Regions from separate parts of the Mus musculus genome. Here regions 2 and 3 are each linked to region 1. The links are chromatin contacts, called in public HiChIP or PLAC-seq and Micro-C maps. All regions are on one chromosome and are shown on one strand. Each heading gives the region's core, a stretch centred on a gene start, on an enhancer-like site or on the middle of the called end of the contact. The rest is flanking DNA. Distances are from core to core; before and after follow the strand shown. Region 1 has its middle 3.2 kb from the start of Gm35037. Region 2 has its middle 18 kb from the start of Nlrp12. Region 3 holds the start of Myadm (myeloid-associated differentiation marker).

What was found. A called contact is a pair of places that touch in the nucleus more often than the background predicts. HiChIP or PLAC-seq counts read pairs in DNA pulled down with a chosen protein or histone mark.
Region 2: a contact with region 1 is called in a Micro-C map of embryonic stem cells, with 2.8 times the contacts expected there. The contact joins two enhancer-like sites. A contact is called at or near these places in 1 of 15 datasets of contacts at CTCF or cohesin (CD8 T cells), 2 of 484 Hi-C or Micro-C datasets (Th1 cells and embryonic stem cells), 3 of 115 datasets of contacts at active chromatin or transcription factors (bone marrow-derived macrophages and embryonic stem cells) and 1 of 9 other capture datasets (embryonic stem cells).
Region 3: a contact with region 1 is called in an H3K4me3 HiChIP or PLAC-seq map of bone marrow-derived macrophages, with 4 times the contacts expected there. The contact joins the promoter of Myadm here to the enhancer-like site in region 1. A contact is called at or near these places in 12 of 39 promoter capture datasets (the C10 cell line, cranial neural crest, embryonic stem cells and 7 more), 9 of 484 Hi-C or Micro-C datasets (the Ba/F3 cell line, the HL-1 cell line, bone marrow-derived macrophages and 6 more), 18 of 115 datasets of contacts at active chromatin or transcription factors (the 230-238 cell line, bone marrow-derived dendritic cells, bone marrow-derived macrophages and 10 more) and 3 of 9 other capture datasets (adipose tissue, liver and pancreatic islet).

The regions. Positions count from the first base shown.
Region 1 is chr7:3,447,493-3,450,689 of GRCm38.p6, reverse strand. No RefSeq gene overlaps it. Among named protein-coding and RNA genes, the nearest start is that of Gm35037, 3.2 kb to the left of the region's middle. Within about 2 kb of position 1,754, at least 42 of the 459 cell types and tissues checked have an H3K27ac peak or open chromatin away from gene starts, as enhancers often do. A contact at or near this core is called in the HL-1 cell line, bone marrow-derived macrophages, embryonic stem cells and 4 more, where this site is marked.
Region 2 is chr7:3,265,772-3,268,968 of GRCm38.p6, reverse strand. No RefSeq gene overlaps it. Among named protein-coding and RNA genes, the nearest start is that of Nlrp12, 18 kb to the right of the region's middle. Within about 2 kb of position 1,523, at least 24 of the 459 cell types and tissues checked have an H3K27ac peak or open chromatin away from gene starts, as enhancers often do. A contact at or near this core is called in embryonic stem cells, where this site is marked.
Region 3 is chr7:3,288,869-3,292,065 of GRCm38.p6, reverse strand. It overlaps Myadm (myeloid-associated differentiation marker), which reads right to left and starts at 1,511. Exons shown (of 3, transcript NM_016969.2): 1 at 1,436-1,511.

The DNA.
Region 1 (3,197 bases), core at 505-3,004:
GAGGAAGCAGGAGGATTATAAGTTTAAGACCAGCCTGGGGTGGGGTGAGGTAGGGTGGGGTAGGGTGATGGAGAAATGTCAGAGTGTTTACCCATGAGTGCTCCTCTTAGAGAGGACTGAGTTCAGTACCCACCACCCATATGAGGGAGTTCACTAGGAGATCCCACCTGAGAGCTCCCACCATCTGAGGATGCTGCCTGCACTCAAATGCTCAAACTTTAACAGACACACATGCACACACAATTTTTTAAAAACACCCAGGACTTTGAAGGGACTCTGGCTAGCTCAAGTGTGGTGAGCATGGCTCTGACAGGCTTTGCTCTTCTCTCTGCCCATTCCCTCTGCCTTGTTAGAAACCATTGGATGGTATTCTTAAAGCTAGCCCCCAAAAGTCTATTCCCTTTTTTGGCTACTTCCTCCTCCTGAGGCTGACTACCAAGGTCTAGCTATCAAAGTATTGAAGTCCAAGCAATCACAAGCCCCCTTTGGTCAAAATACACCACCTCAACCTAGCCTGTTGCAACACAGCACACACACACACACACACACACACACACACACACACTCACACACACACACTCTCACACACACACATCACACACACACACACTCACTCACACACACTAACACACACACACAGCACACACACTCACACACACACACTCACACACACTCACACACACACACCTGCAAGGTCATTTGGTGCTGTTTTTCTGAGTCAGGAAGCAGCCCCTTTAGCTTTTCTTCCCTGCTTAATAAAGAACCTCTCTGAAAACAGGGGTTTGGGTGTGGTTTATGCCTGCCCTGAGGTCAGAAATAGAACCCCACTGTGCGGGGGTGGGGTATCCCTCAAACTTAGTGGAATATATATGTGTATATATATTCCACTATCACACACACAGACAGAGAGAAGAGGGAGGGCTGTGTTAGAACAGGCTAGGGTGAGCCCAGTTTCTTATACCCACCCCCTCTCTCTCCAGACAGGGTTTCTTCTTGTAGCCTTGGCTGTGCTGAAACTAGCTTTTTAGACCAGGGTGGCTTTGAACTCACAACGATCTGCTTGCCTCTGCCTCCGAAGTGCTGGGATCAAAGCTGTGTGTCACGACTGCCTGGCATTAAAATACAGTTTTTAAGAGGACGTTTATTTTTATTTTATGGAGAGCATGTAGTCTGAGTGCATGTAAGTGCAACAGTGAGTGTGGTACTCGCAGAAGCCAAAAGCAGATGTCAGTTCCCTTGGAACTGGAGTAACAGGTGGTTATGAACTGTCATGTGTGTGCTGGAAACTGTACCTGGGTCCTTTGTAAGAACAGCAAGTGTTATTCTGTGTGTGTGTGTGTGTGTGTGTGTGTGTGTGTTAAGACTAGTAATGTAGGCCAATGTGGTAGAGTACCTGTTTAGCACGAGTGTGCTCAGCCTGGGAATCAGCCCAGCCCAGCCCAGCACCAATGAGTGAAGGCCAGATGATTCTCCGATAAATAACTCCAGCTTCTGAGGCTCTGAACACTTTGAAACAGATGCCATCCACCGTGACGTCTGTCCAAATCGCTGACTCATGGAATCTGTATTGATATACAGGATAGTTGTTGGGGAGAGGTGATTGTGCATATGTCCATAAATAACCAGAAGAAAGACTCTGCATCAAAAAGAAACAGCAGGCTCAATTAGAAGGGCTGGAAGTGGTGATAGCCATTATTCCACTCCGGAGCGCCTGCTGAATGTCTGGGTCGCCGCCTATCCTGCCACTAGGTGGCGCCAACGATCGTTTCCAGCAAAAGAGGGGTCCCAGAGTCAGTAGTTGTCTTTTCAGACAACCTAGCTACAAGGGGCCTTAAAGATAGTATTAAAAACACATAATCTTTCCTTGGGAAATGCAGCTCGGCTTTGCATCTCTCCACACCAATTCATTCTCTCCCCCCACCCCCACCCCCGGCACTCCTTCCCGCCAAGCCTTGTCCCCAAGCCAAGAAAGATCAGGAAACATGGAGTCCTTTAGCCTCACTGGAAAGGGATATTGTGAGGTTCTTGCTCCGCGCCACTCTTGTGTTCTGTGATAAGACAAGATAGTCTTGTCTTATCTTTTGGGAAATGAGGTGTAGCTACAAAGGGAGACCCCAAACTCATTGTGGTTAAAAAAAAAAGTTAACAAATTTTAAATTAAAAATTGTGTGTAATAATGTATACCTGTAATTCCTGCACATGGGAGGTAGAGGCAGAAGGCTCAGGAAGTCAAGATCAGGCCGGCAAGGTGGCTCAGCTGGCAAAGGCACCTGCTACCATCCTGTCTTTGTTTTGGGACAACAATATTAAATTGATTTTTTTAAAGCATTACTGATTTTGCAATATTCATCTTTCTTTTCTTATTTCTTCCTTTCCTTTTCCTTTCTTTCTTTGGCAGAATTTTTTTGTAGCCCAGGCTAGCCTTGAACTAATCATGTAGCCAAGACCTTGAACTTCTTTTATTTTGAATTTTTATTAAATTTTATTTAATGGGGGCTGAAGGCATCTACCGTGTACACGTGTGGAAGTCAGAGGATAACTTGCAGGGGTTGGTTTTCTCCTGCCATGTGGGTCATGGAGAGCTAACTGGCTGAGCCACCTTGCTTGCCCAACCTTGAAGTTCAGGTCTTCTACCTCTACCTTCCAAGGGCTGTGATTATAGATATATACAATATAGAAATGATTATTTAACTGTCATCCATCCATCTATCTATCATCTGTCTATCATCTATCTAGCTATCATCTATCATCTAACAACTATTATCCATCTATCATCTATTTATCTATCTTCTATCTATCTAATCTATTCATCTTTCTATCCATCTATCTATTATCTATTTATCTAATCTATCCATCTATCTTTCTATCATCTATATCAATCATCTATCATCTATATATATCTACCATTTATCTATATATCTATCATCTATTTTTCTATCTAATCTATCCCTATTCCTATCCATCTGTACCTGTCCTATATTTATCATCTATCTTCTATCATATCTCTATCATCTATCATTCTATTATCTATCTATTCCCATCTATCAATCTATCTATTTTGAGACAGTGGGCTATGTAGCTCTGGCCCAGAACTCACTATGTAGACCAGGCTGGCCCCATGCAATCCTCTTTCCTCTGCTCCCCAGTGATGGGATTACAGGTGCACACTCCAAACCCAACTTTAGTCAGCTGATTTT
Region 2 (3,197 bases), core at 274-2,773, 180 kb after region 1:
CGAACTCAGAGATCTGGCAACCTCTGCCTAGGAGTGCTGGGATCAAAGGTGCGCACCACCATGTCCAGCCTAGCCCCTCATTCTCCCCTTACGTTTTCCGCTCTCCTTCTAGCACTTTACCTGATCAACAGTGCATTTATCCTTCACACTCTTTCCTCTTGACTCTTGATCCCTCATCCTCGTCCAGCCTTGTGCAAAGCTGATCTTTATCACATATATCTGTTCTCTGACCTCTGGTTCCACCTTCATTGCTTCCTGACCTCACTCACTCTTGCTCTGTCTCTCTTCTGAATGGAACCAGCGGTTACACAGTTCTTGGAGAAACCAAACAGTTGGAGAAAACAAAACAAAACCCTCAACTCTCTCCAAAACACAAAAATCCAAACAAGTTCCCACAGAGAAACGCTTGAAGGAGGTTGAGTTAGTCAGTCCCTTAGGGATGACTGCGGGTTTTACAACTGTTCTTTGTCCCCAGGGACAAAGAGGAATTAGGGAACAGAGAAAAAAAAAGTCCCTCCTTTCACACTGGGGTGTGATCTCTCAAGGGCCTCAAAGGCTTGCTTTCCCTTCCTTCCTTCTTTCTTTCTTTCTTTCTTTCTTTCTTTCTTTCTTTCTTTCTTTCTTTCTTTCTTTCTTTCTTTCTTTCTTTCTTTCTTTCTGTTTGCCTGTTGCCTTTCCGATCCCTTCCAATCTCCTCTCTGTCTCTGTTTTTTATTTTTGTTACATTCTATCTCAGATCTGTATCTTTCCCTCCCTCTAGCCCTCTGACCACTTGTTTCTCCCCAGCTGCCTCTCTTCACCATCTCTAGTCCTGCCCCGGTCTTACTTTACAGAGTCTGACTGTCTTTGGGTGTCTGCGCCTGTTTCCCTTTGGAGACTCTCCCTTGGGCCCATTTCCTGTCACGTGCCTCTGTAGAAAACCTCCAGAAAGAGAACTTTGACACTTCATGATAAAGGGGACTAATAAATTCCAGGAAAAAATCGTTACTTCGGAGGGGAGTCTCACTGTGTAGCGCAGGCTAGCCTCCAACTCATAATAATCCTGCCTCAATTGCCCGTGAGCGTAGATTAAAGGCTTGCACCATGGTGCCAGCCCTCTCCTGCTTTGTGGTCTCTATTCAACCCATTTCTAGAAAGCTGGGGGCCACAGAGCAGAAGAAAATAACTAAAGATGTAGAGGAGGAGAGCCTTGTGCAGGACTCACCATAAACTTTTTTTGTTTTGTTTTGTTTTTTGTTTTTCGAGACAGGGTTTCTCTGTATACCCTGGCTGTCCTGGAACTCACTTTATAGACCAGGCTGGCCTCAAACTCAGAAATCCACCTGCCTCTGCCTCCTGAGTGTTGGGAGAGCATGTGCCACCATAGACTTTTTATGGGCTACCATAGACTTTTTAATGAGGCTAGAATAGGGTTATTGAAGAAGTAGTGGGTGGTCAAATTGCAGAGGTCAGTTCAGGAACTTTAGAAAATTCCACAGGACCCCTCCCCTTCTGGAAGAGAAATGTCATAAGATAATAGGCACCCCTCGCTCCGGAAGGGAGGGGCTAATTACATTCCTCAGACCACAGGGAGGAGGGACGGACCACTGGCTTAACCAATGAGCCAACTTTCTAGCACCCAACAGAAGATATACTATAAACAAACAAACAAACAAACAAACAAATAAAAGTCCCCATGGGCAACATCTGAAAGAAGTCAAGTTAATCACTCAAACTTTTGTTATTCACGGGAAAAGAGTGAAACAAATTTAGATGTTCTCTGGGTCCCTAAGGCCTGAGGCTTTGGGGAAGCTGAGGGCAAGTTTATACTGGTTCCTGTAATAACTGTGTCTCAGGAGCCCAGGCTAGCTCAGTGTCTCCCAAAGACCTGAAAGGCTTTCTTTGTCTCTCTCTTTGCCTTCCTGTGGGCTTTTGATCCCTTCCCTTCTCCAGCCGCTGTTCTTTATTTTTCTTGTCTTCTGTCTTCCTCCAGTCTGTGTCTTCCCTTTGCTACTGGCTCTCTGACCACTCCTTGCTGTGTGTTTTCCCCTAGTTGCCTCTTGTCCCCATGTCTATCTCTGTGGACCCTCCCTCCCTGCTCTTGTCTCAACCTTCTCAATGCTGAGACCCTTTAATACAGCTCCTCATGTTGTGGAGACCCCCAACCATAAATTTATTTTCATTGCTACTTCATAACTTTAATTTTGCTACTGCTATGGATCGTAACATAAATACCTGATATGCAAGATATCTCTGCTATGGGACCCCTGTGAAAGAGTCCTTTGGACCACCAAAGGGGTTGAACCTTACAGGGGTCTGACGTGTGTGTGTGTGTGTGTGTGTGTGTGTGTGTGTGTGTATGAGTGTGTGTTTCTATTCCATTCTTAAGACTCCTCATTTCTGTCACTTGGGCTGGTTTGATTCATAACCTTCTCACTGTAGCCCATTTCCTATCATATGCTTATGTGGAAAATCTGCCCCTTCTTTACAAAGGGGACTGAGAAATTCCAGGTAATATATATTTTTAAACTCTCAGAGCAGAGTCTTAATGTGTAGCTCAGGCAAAGCCTCAGACTCATGGTGTGGCTGCCTCAATCTCTTATGCATTGAAAGTGACTACAGGTGTGCATCACCGCACCCAGCTCTCTCCAGTTTTGTGATCTCCAGTCAATCCATTTGCTATGTAGGAGTGGGCTGCAGAGAAACAGGAAACCATCCCCGTTCTGAGACTGCGGGTGTGTGTAGCCAACCCTGGCTGGCATCATGGCTCTTCATCCATGTACTGGCTACAGGGAAGTAAATGACACAAAAGTGGCTTATGCACGTAGCAAATATATATTTTACCATTGAAACTTATACTCACCATGGCAGTTGTAGAAAATGAAACAAAAATTCTATTACCTGGTCAATTTCAAACTATATTGACTCAGTCCATATATAAGGAAAACCTCTGCAAAGAACTAGGTCTCTCCTCCAATGGGTTCATCATATCTATCAAGCTGGATTAGCAAACTTTTCTTTCAGTACTTAATAAGCATCTTGGAGTGTGGCAAGAGGCAAAAATCATTTAATTAATATTTTTATGAGAAAATTTTATTTATTTATTTATTTATTTATTTATTTATTTGAAATGGACTTTCATATAACCCTGGTTGGCTTGAAACTTCCTGTGAGGGCAATTTTTAAAAAAGACTTATTTGCTGGCCATGGTGGCTCAT
Region 3 (3,197 bases), core at 262-2,761, 160 kb after region 1:
GGTTTTAAGTAGAGTATTTGACTAGCATGTGTGAGGTACTAGGTTCAACCCCTAATGGGTGGGACTGGGGCTAAGGGAATGAGACTCCTTAAAACTCCTTCAATCTGATGGAGCTCCAGGACACAGCTCTTCCTTGGCTCCAGGCAAGAACTCATGCAGGAGTTGCAATTCTCCCTGGGAACTAGAAGCCTCCAGGGCACTTGGGAGTTGAGACAGAAAGGCAGAAACCCCCAGCTCCCACCAGGATTGGTTTTTTTGGGAAGCCAGGCACCCCGCACTATAATAAGTGGGCAACAGATCGCCTGTAATCTCAGCATTTAGGAGGAAGAGGCAGACGGATCTCTACAAGTTCAGGGCCAGCCAGGTCTACATAGCGAGTTCCAGGACTACAAAGGCTATATACATAAAGCCTGTCTTTAAAATTTTTTAAACAAAAACAAAAATGGCGGGTTAGTGTCCAGCATAAATCCTTCTGTCAGGGAGAAAAGTTAGGAAAGGAGGAATAGAAAGAAAGGAAGACCTTAGGAGAGGTAACGGAACTAGTGATAGAGGCCTCCAGCATCGTTTGAAGTCATTGCTCAGGAATGCTCAGCTAAAGACATAAGCAGGGTGAGGAAACGCCCCTAGAGTTTCCTCCTAGGTCTAGTTCCACTCTCAGGGCCACACCCAGCACCCCTGCTACCATCCCCAATGCCACACTCCTGAGGTCATCCATCACTCCACAGACAGGGCACATGCTGGGCACAGCCCTGAACAGACTCCAGGCCACGCCTCACACCAGTGGTGGGCTCAGCCGTAAGCCTTCAAAGATTCCTACCTCCCTCCCCCCAGCCCCCCCCCCATACTCTAGTGCGGGTGCAGGCCTCTGGGAGGGTCAGAACAAGGACTTTCCCCTCCTGAGTCCCTCCAGGTATAAGCACCAGGTATAAGCATCCAGGAGTTCCATCTTCTCGGATTCAGGGATCTATACTCAATCTTTCCGAGTCTTCAAACCAAGAGTCGAGATCCCAGCCCCTCCCTTCTTCCGTCCCAATTCAAACTCCAGTACCTTCTCCCTCAGAACAAATTCAGACCCCCAACTTCCTCCAGATTAAGGTCTGAATCCTGCCCTCCTCCCTGAGACCCATCTTAAATACAGATCCCAAACCTTTTTGGTCAGACCTAGGAGTCTAGATCCCATCCTACCGCTCTCAGCCTCAAGGGTCCAAGTACCACCGTCCTTCCTCATACCCACGTGCCCACTCCCCAGTCCCTCTTCTTTCCCATGTATGACCTGTATGAGCTCAGATGTTCAGCCTTTCATCCAGAGCTTGAGTCCTGGTCCAACTGCAGTGTTTCTAGGGATCCAGACACCTGAATCCGTGCCCACTCCTCTTTCTAGAACCAAGGATCCTGGACCACAACTCCTTCCCTTTGGGGGTCCCTGCAGCTTTACCTCTCCAGGCAGTGGCGACTGTAGCACAAACAAGGACGACAGCTGCAGACCAAAAGGGTCTTAGGACTGGGTGGAGTTGGCCAGCTGAGGAGCGCGCGAGGGAGGGGTTGTGGGCGGGGTTTGGGCCTGGCTAGGGCGGTGAAAAGGGACTTTCCCTTCATTCAGGCTATCCCTGGTAGGCCCCGAAGGCGGGGCTAATGCCACACCACGCCCCCAGAAGGCTAGCGTCCTGGATCTCCCGCCCTACCAGTGAGGGGGTGCAGAGCTGAGGTCACCGTAGCCGTGGAGACAAAACAGGAAGACACAGCAGCTGGAGGGGTGGGGTCTCCTGGGGGCTATCCTCCCTGTCATAGCTCTAGAAAGAAATCTTCAGGGTAGACCGGAGAATGCTGTTGCCATAGAAACGTACTTGTTTATGATTTGTTTCAGATAGAGTCGTCGCCCCCCCCCCACTAAGCCGGGTCCCCACGCCTAGTCTCACCTCTCATTCAGTTCTCCCGCTCTCCGCCCCACGCCTCTGTCTATCAGTTCCCCCACGATACCCAGAAAAAGGAAATCTTACACATCCAGGTCCCAGCAGTTTGAGGGTCAGCTAGACCTCTGTTTAACGGAGTCTTGTCTACCTGAAGCAGAATTTAGGGTGCCAGGCCTTGAGCTTAAGCTACCTTGACTAGTGAGGGCCCACCCCCAAAAAACAAAGACTAGATTCCTTCGTTTAGGGGTCTGCATAGAGAGTGGGCCATATCTCCAATTACACTGTAATCATGGCCTGAGGACCCTTGGGCCAAGTCTCAGAAGATCACAGCCAGGAGACGCGAAAGGATGATGGATAGTAGCTAAATTCCTGGAAATTTGGAGGGAGGGTACCAGATTTCTGAGCGTTCAGTTTTCAAAACATATGTGGTTGGTTGGTTGGTTGCCTGAGTCTAGAAGGGCACGCTATTTTTGGCCTGAATTCCTGCCTTCAGGACAAAGGGAGAGACTCAGAATCTTTATGAGGACAGGGCTAGGGCCCGGAGCTCTGGATTCTAGGTTCTATCATATGGGAAGGATTCCTCGGGCCCTATAGTACCGGGAGGAGAGGGGCAAAAGCAGGAAAGAGATGCAGGATTGGGAAAAAAAAAAAAAAAAAAAGTCGGATTTAAGGGCCTGAAAGAACTCGACTGAGCCAGATGGGAAAAGAAGCTGAAGGTCGCGATGCTGGAGGGACCTTTAGGTCTCTCCTAAAGGTCCCAATGCTGGCCCCCTGGGCAGGGCGGAGACCCAGGACACCTGGTTCCCTCCCTCCTGGCTGCACTCACTCACCCCGCTCTGCAGCGGTCCCGGGCGCGGCCTTGCTCTGCTGCTGCTGGGCGGGGCCTAGTGGCGGCTGCGGCTGCTTGTCTCTTCCCGGCGGCTGCTTCTGGTTACCTTCCAGGAAGACTGGAGAGGTTTATAGTCCTAGCCCTAGAGAGGAAGCTAGGAGCTTCGCGAAGGGGGTGGGAGGTGGGGGTTCGAAGGGGTCCAAGAGCTCACTACAGCCAGCTTCGTGTCCTACAGAGGAGGGAGGAGCTGGAGAGGGGACCTGGACGCTTGCTTCTTGCTTCGTGCTTTGCAGAAGTGGGGGTGGGGAACAAGGTAGGGATGGGTAGGCGAAGAGCTGTGTGCTCACTTTGCCTGTCTGGGAAGAGACCCAGAAACAGACCCTCTTTGTCATTTTATGCCTTGCAAAAGGGAGGGTTTTAGTTTAGTTTAAACACACACAGACATTTACTACACATTT